2 separate regions of the Capra hircus genome follow, and region 1 is linked to region 2. Evidence: chromatin contacts called from public Hi-C data. All regions are on one chromosome and are shown on one strand. The core of a region is the stretch at or near the end of the contact, and the rest is flanking DNA. Distances in the headings are between cores, read along the strand shown.

The links. Hi-C and Micro-C count contacts between places; a contact is called where the count stands out from the background.
Region 1: a Hi-C map of blood shows a contact between it and region 2, with 5 times the contacts expected there. The contact joins the promoter of FAM71B here to the enhancer-like site in region 2. A contact is called at or near these places in 2 of 5 Hi-C or Micro-C datasets (blood and liver).

What each region holds. Positions count from the first base shown.
Region 1 is chr7:41,726,695-41,731,446 of ARS1.2, forward strand. FAM71B (protein FAM71B) reads left to right here and starts at 3,343. Exons shown (of 2, transcript XM_005683225.3): 1 at 3,343-4,040. The coding sequence starts at 3,432.
Region 2 is chr7:41,579,877-41,584,800 of ARS1.2, forward strand. CYFIP2 (cytoplasmic FMR1-interacting protein 2) reads right to left here. Exons shown (of 32, transcript XM_018050112.1): 12 at 2,667-2,786; 13 at 2,039-2,164. Among named protein-coding and RNA genes, the nearest start is that of FNDC9, 31 kb to the left of the region's middle. Within about 2 kb of position 1,990, at least 1 of the 5 cell types and tissues checked has an H3K27ac peak or open chromatin away from gene starts, as enhancers often do.

The sequences.
Region 1 (4,752 bases), core at 2,093-4,592, 150 kb after region 2:
AGAGTATGATTGTGAGCCATGCAGCTTGAGAGAAAGAAAATGCCTGACCTGAGTTGCAAGATCAGGGCAGAATCCATCCAGCTCCATGTTCTGACCTTGAGTAAGATAATCCTGAACCTCAGTTCTTCACCAGAAAATTATGGTTTAAAAAACTTTCCTCCTTTATAAGAATGTATAACAGGAAAAAAATAGCCGCTTCATCAAGTGGTGTTGAGAAAGTTTGACAGTTCAGTTAAGTTCAGTTCAGTCGCTCAGTCATGTCCGACTCTTTGCAACCCCATGAATTGCAGCACGCCAGGCCTCCCTGTCCATCACCAACTCCCGGAGTTCACTCAGACTCACATCCATCGAGTCAGTGATGCCATCCAGCCATCTCATCCTTGGTCGCCCCCTTCTCCTCCTGTCCCCAATCCCTCCCAGCATCAGAGTCTTTTCCAATGAGTCGACTCTTCACATGAGGTGGCCAAAGTACTGGAGCTTCAGCTTTAGCATCATTCCTTCCAAAGAAATCCCAGGGCTGATCTCCTTTAGAATGGACTGGTTGGATCTCCTTGCAGTCCAAGGGACTCTCGTCTTCTCCAACACCACAGTTCAAAAGCATCAATTCTTCGGTGCTCAGCCTTCTTCACAGTCCAACTCTCACATCCATACATGACCACTGGAAAAACCATAGCCTTGACTAGACAGACCTTAGTCGGCAAAGTAATGTCTCTGCTTTTGAATATACTATCTAGGTTGGTCATAACTTTTCTTCCAAGGAGTAAGTGTCTTTTAATTTCATGGCTGCAGTCACCATCTGCAGTGATTTTGGAGCCCCCAAAATAAAGTCTGACACTGTTTCCACTGTTTCCCCGTCTATTTCCCATGGAGTGATGGGACCGGATGCCATGATCTTGACCCTGAGTAAGATAATCCTGAACCTCAGTTCTTCACTAGAAAATCATCGTTTAAAAAATTTTCCTCCTTTATAAGAATATGTAACAGGAAAAAAATAGCCTCTTCAGCAAGTGGTGTTGAGAAAGTTGGACAGCCTTATGTAAATCAATGAAGTTAGAACACACCCTTTCACCATGCAGAAAAATAAACTCAAAATAGCTTCAACACTTAAGTATAAAACATGACACTGTAAAACTCCTAGAAGAGAACATAGGCAAAACATTCTCTGACATATATCCTACCAATGTTTTCATATATCATTCCCCAAGGAAATAGAAATATAGGAAAAATAAACCAATGGGACCTAATCAAACTTATAAGCTTTTGCACAGCAAAGGAAGCCATAAACAAAGCAAAGAAACAACCTATGGAATGGGGGACAATATTTGCAAATGATGTGACCAACAAGAGCTCAATTTCCAAAATACACAAATAGCTCGTACAACTCAACAACAATTAAAAATAACTCAGTGGAAAAATGGGTGGAAGAACTAAATAGACATTCCTCCAAAGAAGACATGCAGATGACCAAGAGGCACATGAAAAGATGAGCAACATCATCAGTTATTAGAGAAATACAAATCAAAACTGCAATGAGGACTACACCTGTCAGAATGGCCATCATTAAAAAGTTTGGCGACTTTCCTGGTGGTCCAGTGGTTAAGAATCTACCTTGCAATGTCAGGGGATACAGATTCGATCCCTGTTCAGGGAACTAAGATCCCACATGCAATGGAGCAACTAAGCCTTCATTCTGCAGCTACTGAGCTTGCACGCCGCAACTAGGGAATCCATACTCCAGCAACTAAAGATCCTACATGCTTCAATTAAGATCCAAGACAACTAAATAAATACATAAATAAAAAACATTTTAAAAAGTTTGTAAATAACAAACACTTGAGAGGGTATGGAGAAAGGGAAACCCTCCTACACTGCTGGTGGAAATGTAAATTTGTGCAGCCACTATGGAAAATAGTATGGAGGTTCCTCAAAAAAACTAAAAATAAAGTTGCCATGTGATCCAAGAATCCCACTCGTAGGCATATATCTGAACAAAACTGTAACTCAAAAAGATACACGCACTCCTCCTATGTTGGTAGTTGCACTATTCACTTGTCAACTACGATATGGAAATAATATCCTTAATGTCCATCAACAGATAAATGCGCAAAGAAGTTGCAGTACATGTATGCAGTGGAATACTACTCAGCCACAAAAAATGAACTAATGCCGCTTGCAGCAATGGGGATGGATTTAGAGATTATCACACTAAGTAAAGTACGTCAGAAAGAGGAAGACAAATATCGTATGTTATCACTTATATGTGGAATCTAAACTATGGCACAAATGAACTTACCTATGAAGCAGAAAAGATTCACAGATAAAGACAACAGACTTACAGTTGCCAAGGGAGTGGGACGGGGGAGGGATAAGTTGGGAGTTTGGGGTTGGCAGATGCAAACTATTATATATAGAATGGATAAACAACAAGGTCCTACTGTATATAGCACAGGGAACTATATTCAGTATCCTGTGACAAGCCATAATGGAAAATGAATCACTCTGCTGTACAGCAGAAATTAACACAACACTGTAAATCAGCTATACTTCAATTTAAAAAGAAAGAAGGAAAAAGGAAAGCCAAATTTGAGGCACCTTTGTGGGGAGGGAGAGAGCTGTGCTTGGGAGGGAACATGCTGGAGAAGGGCTGGCAGTGTTCTATTTCTTGCTCTGGGCAGCGGCTACAAGGATGTTCACCTTCTTATTACTCATTAAGCTATATATTTATGCTTTGTGCACTTTTATGAGTGTGTGTTATATTTCACAATGAAAACTGTTTCTAAAACTATAAAGTAAATAAATACAAATAAAACCCAGCCTCCTTGAAATGATTACATGGGTGAGAAAATTCTCCATACCCTGGAAACCACTGTATAAGTGGGACTCTGGTTCTGACAGATAGCACTCTTTGTTAAGTTCCTGTCAAAGAATAACCGTCCCCATAGGATGACTGCCCTTAACAAGTACACTGCCTACTTCCAGGATTTTATCCCCACAGCACATTATTCAGCAGATGCAGGAAGATGATCATTGCAGGGAGATTTGTAACAACAAAACTGGAAGTCATCCAAATATTTATAGAAGCTGAATGCTTTTCATTAATTATACATCTTAACATTTTGATCAGGAAGAATATCCAGCCTACCCACGCTTATATCTTATCAGGGTCAGCCTATTCCTGATGGAGAAGACGGTTTGTTGTTGGTGATGATGTTGGGGAGGGTTAGTGAGCCTGCCCTGAGCTGGTGGCTGCTTGGAGGCTGAATAAAGGGGTGTGTGTTGGCGACAGGTCACAAAGGACTGTGCAGGATAAATGTGGTGATGCCAAGAGACTTAGGCAGAGCCCTGCAGGGAGATGGGCAGTTGCCTTCACTCCCTCTCTCTCTCAGCGATTCAATTTGTGGCTGGTGGTGCTGTCTTGGAAGAAGAGAACCATGAGCAGTGAGTGTTTGTTACCTTATTACACGGCCAACAGCTACCGTTCAATGGGTGTGTTCAATACCTCCATGGGGGACCTGCAACGACAACTGTACAAGGGAGGAGAGTATGACATTTTCAAGTATGCACCCATGTTTGAAAGTGACTTTATCCAGATCAGCAAGAAAGGAGAGGTGATTGACGTCCACAACCGCGTCCGAATGGTGACTGTGGGCATTGCATCCACCAGCCCTATCCTCCCACTACCTGATGTCATGCTCCTGGCCCGACCAACTAAAGTCTGTGAAGAGCATGTCAGACATGCCCGGACCACCAAGGGGAGAGGTCGCAAGCCCACGAAGACCCTAGAGCTCACCAGGTTGCTTCCCTTGAAGTTTGTCAAGATCTCCATCCATGACCGTGAGAAACAACAGTTGCGCCTGAAGCTTGCCACTGGCCGTACTTTTTATTTGCAGCTGTGCCCCTCTTCTGATGCTCGAGAAGACCTCTTTTGCTATTGGGAAAAGCTTGTCTATCTCCTGAGACCACCGGTAGAGAGTTGCAGCAGTACCCCGACGCTCCAAACTGGAGATGCGAGAATTCTGGAGGGTGACAAAAGCCTATTGGTAAGAACCCACAGAGACTCAAAAACACAGGGCAGATTGCTTTGGGAGAGCAGTGCAAAGCTGGTCCTTCAAAGGGGTTTGATGCTCTCTGAGACTCACCTGGGAAATGCCTTCCCATGTCAAAAAGTCTCAGAACCAAATGAATCATCACTATGGGACTCACACACTGGAGAGGTTCCAAGCACTTCTCTACATTGTCCCACAAGGCCGAGTTTCAGAGAGCCCTTAGGTATTATATCAGCCACACTGGTCTCATCCCAGGGTTGTAATCCCCTCTACAGCAATCCTGATTGTCTAATCTTTTCTTGAACACTTACCCAAAGCCAGGTAATCTCATCAGCGGTAGAATATTATTCACAGTTAGGAAGTTCTTCATTGTCTCCCCATGACTCTCATATGCTGACTAAAGTCCAACTCAATTGTGCATCTACTCATGCACAATTCATTCTAATAGTCTCCAAAACATAGAATGTATGTGTCCCTTGACCAAGCAACCTCACTTCTAGGACTCTGTCCTGCAGAGGTAGAAGCACAAGGGTATAAAATTAAATGACCATGGAGAACTGTATTAGTATCAGTGCTTTCCCTGGCCCTGGGATTGTTCAAGCAAACGGAGTGGCTGTTTGACAGGGACGCTGTAGATGGAATCTTTCATTCAGTGGGAGCTTAGACTGGATGATTTCAAAGGTTATTCTGAAGATAAACCCTTGAA
Region 2 (4,924 bases), core at 740-3,239:
AAAATAAAAAGACAAATAACCCAAACGAAAATGGGCAAAAATCTGAACAAATAGTTCTCCAAGAAGCTATATAGATGGCCAATAAGCACATGGAAAGATGCTCAATATCATTAGTTATTAGGGATATGCAAATCACAACCACAATGAGACATGACTTCACACCAATTAGGATAGCTAAAATAAAAAAGACAGTATGTGGGGCTCCCCTGGTAACTCAGTTGTAAAGAATCTGCCTGCCAGAGTAGGAGACACAGGTTTGATCCCTGGTCTGGGAAGATCCCATATACCGAGGAGCAACTAAGCCTGTGCCCCCAAACTATTAAGCCTGTGCTTGAGAGCCTAAGAGCTGCAACCACTGAGCCTATGAGCCGCAACTACCGAAGCCCTCCTGCCCCAGAGCCTGCACGCCACAGCAAGAGAAGCCAATGCAAGGAGAAGTCTGTGCACCGCAACTAGCGCAGCCCTCACTTGCTGCGACTGGGGAAACTGCATCACTGCTGCAACTGCAGTGATGAAGCCACCAGGGAAGCCCAGCAATTCTGGAGTAGATAGCCTGTCCCTTCTCCAGGGATCTTCCTGACCCAGGAATCAAACTGGGGTCTTCTGCATTGCAGGTGATTCTTAACCACCTGAGCTACCAGGGAAGCCCTGATGAAGACTCAGCACAGCCAAAAATTAGTATATAAATAAAATTATAAAAAAAATCTTTAAAAGTTCAGGTTCTTTGGTTCAAAGTACAAATTTATTTTTAAAAAAAGACAGTAAGTGATGACAAGGATATGACTTACATATCCAGGGATCAAACCCAATATAAATTACAACTCCCACATACTGCTGGTGAAAATGTAAAATGATCTAGCTGCTTTGGAAAACAGTTTGGCATTTTCTCAAAATTTTAAACAGAGAGTTACCGCATGATCCAGTAATTCTGCTGCTAGGTATAGATCCAAGAAAATGAAACATATTTCAACACAAGTACTTGTACATGAATGTATGCATCAGCGTTATTCATAATAGTCAAAAAGTTGAAACAACAAAAACACTAGCTGTCACTCACAACCCAGTATGAATGTGTCCTTTCACTCCCATAGAATATCTTTCAGTAATCAAACAAAAAACCAAATCATATAGTCTAAGGTAGGAAGTAAGAATCCTGTCTCCAGAAATTACTGTTGATGGTTTGGTATATATAAATACACACACTTACGTCCTTCCATTTTGAGCAAATGTGCAAAAGTATATTAATTTGAGCAGAAATGGCATCATTTTACCTGCTGCTCTTTAACCGTTTTTTTTTTTAAACTTAACAATATTCTGTGTATATCTTGTCATATCAGTACATCCATTTTAGTGGCTGCAGCATATTTGGTAATACACCTGCACCTTCATTTACTTTATCTAATCCACATTGTAGGACATTTCAGTTGTTTCACATATTATGGCATTATAAACAATACGGTGATAAATATGTGCATATGTATTGATTGGCACAGTTGGCTTATTTCTGAGATATATTCCCCAGAAGAACTTCTGGGCAAATGACACGCACGTTAAAAATCTGAATAGAGATGATCAGATTGTCCTCAGAGAAAGCCTGTAAAATGCATCCTGGCCCCTCAAAGTATCTGAGAAGATCTATATCCCACTTTAAGCAGCAACGGACATCGCCAGTCTCCTAGATCTGTACCATCCTGACTGATCAGCACTCTGTATCTTAGTTTTAATCTGCAGCTCTCTGGCCTCTCATCAGTCTGGGCATTTCTCCTACCCCATTTGGCCATATGTCTGTCTCTTCTTGTGTTTCCAATGGAGTGACACTCTCTTTGGGATTTTTTAAGACCAGAATGAGTTTCTCACCATTTCTGAATAACAACCGGGGACAGAGATGAATCTAGGTGGGAGGAGGGGGCGAGCAGGTGCATGCACGTGAGGACCAGGGCTGCCACCCAGCCCGGCACCCCTCCAGGAAGCCCCAGGCCGACACTGAGCAGCAACCTAGCGAGTGGGGGACAAGGAGAAACAGGGAGTCAGCACCCACCTCGACGAAGGCGAACTTCTCTTCACTGGTGTAGTTGTAGCGCGTGGCTCGCTCGTACTCCTCGGCCGTGCCCGGGCAGTCCTTGTTGCAGAACTTGTCCGTGGGGTGAACCAGCTTCCAGGAGTACTGGGGGGAGAGAGGAGAGACCCCATGTCCATCAGTGGGTGAATGGATCAATTAAACCGGGAGAGTCCACACAACAGAGCAGCACTCAGTCAAGAAAGGAAATGAAGTATTTATCTGCGCTACAACGGATGGACCTTGATAACATGCAGTTGACACAAATAACCATGTATGATACCATTCTATTTATAGGAAACATACAAAAATAGGGAAATCTACAGAGACAGGAGACGGCTTAAGGCTGTAGAGACAGGGAACAGGGCGTGATTGTACCACGTGTGGGTTAGGTTGTTCTAAATTTGACTGCAGCTGCATAGCACTGGAAATACACTAAAAATTAATGGATTTATATTTTAAATTGGTGAATGGTGTGGTGTGTGAATTCTCTCTCAATAAACTTGTTTAAAAGTGTTGGAGAGAGGCAGGGGCAGACAGATTCCAAGAGACCAGAGGTCAGAGTGGAGGGGGCTGGGGAGGGGCAGACCCTCTTCCCTGGGACACCTACCACCTCCATGACGTGGGCGCTCCACTTGGATAAGAGCTGCAGGCCCCGCAGGGCCAGGTCAAAGAGCTCGCGGTACTCCTCATCTGACTTCTGGCTGTCCAGCCCGGAGCCCGTCACCACCTGAGGAACATCGACCATCACCTTCACTGCCAACGAACCTGGCACTTTTCCACTGTATTTCACTGATCCCCCCAAGAACACTGCGAGGGAGGTGCTCTTATTATACCTCTTGACTGAAAAACTGAAGCTCAGACAAGTCCCTTGTTGGTCACATGGCATGCAAATGACTGAGGGTTCAAACTCAGGTGGTATGATGCCAGAGCCCCACTCACAATGACCCCGGTCAATTGCGGAGCAGTGGCTTTTCAGACTTTTGGGTCTGTGATTTACAGCAGGAAGTGTATACTATATACTGACTGAGGTATTCAATACAGCCATGAAATAACATTTTCCACAAAGAAACTCGGTGCTGAATACTTGAGACCTCCTCTGATTGCCCAGTGTTTCATACCAAAATCCTAATTAGAGATCACTTAGTTGACTTCACAACCAATTGCAAATGGCTCATTGACTGAAAAGCACTGGTGAAGACAAACGTCTATTTGAACAGGCAATACCTCCCACAGTGAAATATAATACGCACACACGCATGTGCGTATGCACAGACACGTGTATGCGTGTGTGTGTACACATATGCATATTGAGCCAGCCCTCATTATTTGTGGGTTCTGCGTTTGTGAATTTCCCTGTTTACTAAAATTTATTTACAGCCTCAAGATCAGTCCTTGCAGTGCTTTCACGATCATCTGCAGATGTGTGCAGAGTCGCAAAAGCATCTGAATCACGTTCCCAGCTGAGGCTGAGCAACACAACTCTCTGCCCTCTTGTTTCAGCTCTCACCGTAAACAAGTGTCTCCTTCCTGATCTACTTAATGCCCCATTTTCCACTTTCTTATACTTTTTACTGGTGATTTCACTATTTAAAATGGCCCCTAAAAAATAAAATAAAATAAAATAAAATAAAACGGCCCCTAAACACAGTGCTGACTCTCTGTCTGCGCCTCTATAAAAAAGGAGGCTATGATGTGCTTTATGGAGAAAACATGTATTTTATTTTTTAAACATTTATTTGTTTGGCTTCACCGGGTCTTGGTTGTGGCATGCATACTCTTAGTTGTGGTATGTGGGATCTAGTTCCCTGATCAGGGATTGAACTCAGGCCCCGTGCATTGAGAGTGCGGAGTCTTAGCCACTGTACCACCAGGGAAGTCCTGAAAAAGGTGTTTTCGATAAACTTTGTTCAGGCATGAATTATAGTGCTGTTGGGTATGATTTAATGTTAACAAATCAACAATATATATTACGTAAGGTGACTTTGAGAAGGAAATGGCAACCCACTCCAGTGTTCCTGCCTGGAGAATCCCGGGTACGATGGAGCCTGCTGGGCTGCCGTCTATGGGGTCACACAGAGTCGGACACGACTGAAGTGACTTAGCAGTAGCAGCAAGGTGACTTTAAACAGAAACGCATGTAAAACAAGGCTATATATGAAAAATCAGCTGATAGAAACACTGTGCCCAGAGGCTCACAGAAACCTAACCCTGTATTTTCTGGAGGAGAGATTACTTGCTGATTCAGTGTTGATGGCCACTTTATAGAATGTAACTGTTGTGAATACCAAGAACGATCTGTATATATACATGGATAATGTGTATAATTTTAAAAATACCTCTGAGCCAGACTCATTCTTAGGTCATACCAAAACTGGACAAGAATTGAATGGGGTCCCTGGAACCTACTTCCCTGGTGGCTCAGATGATAAAGTCTCCTGCGGGAGACCCAGGTTCAGTCCCTGGGTTGGGAAGATCCCCTGAAGAAGGAAATGGCAATCCACTCCAGTACTATTGCCTGGAAAATCCCATGGACAGAGGAGCCTGGTAGGCTACAGTCCATGGGGTTGCAAAGAGTCGGCACGACTGAGAGACTTCACTTTCACTTTTCTGGCACTTAAATTATTCCCATAGCTTAGCTTATGCTCAATTCATTGGCATATATAGTTAAGAAAGCCAAAGGTTTGGGCTTGACCCTGATCCATGTCCACCAGGGGCCCTGCTAAGAATGTGGGCCACTCATCTAATGACCATACTGCTTGAATTTGCTCTCATTTCAGATGTGATCAGACATTTCCCTACTTTGGGTTTTGGAACGAGTAATTACAGCGACTAGCCACATGGTGGAGGCAGTGAGCAGAAATGGAG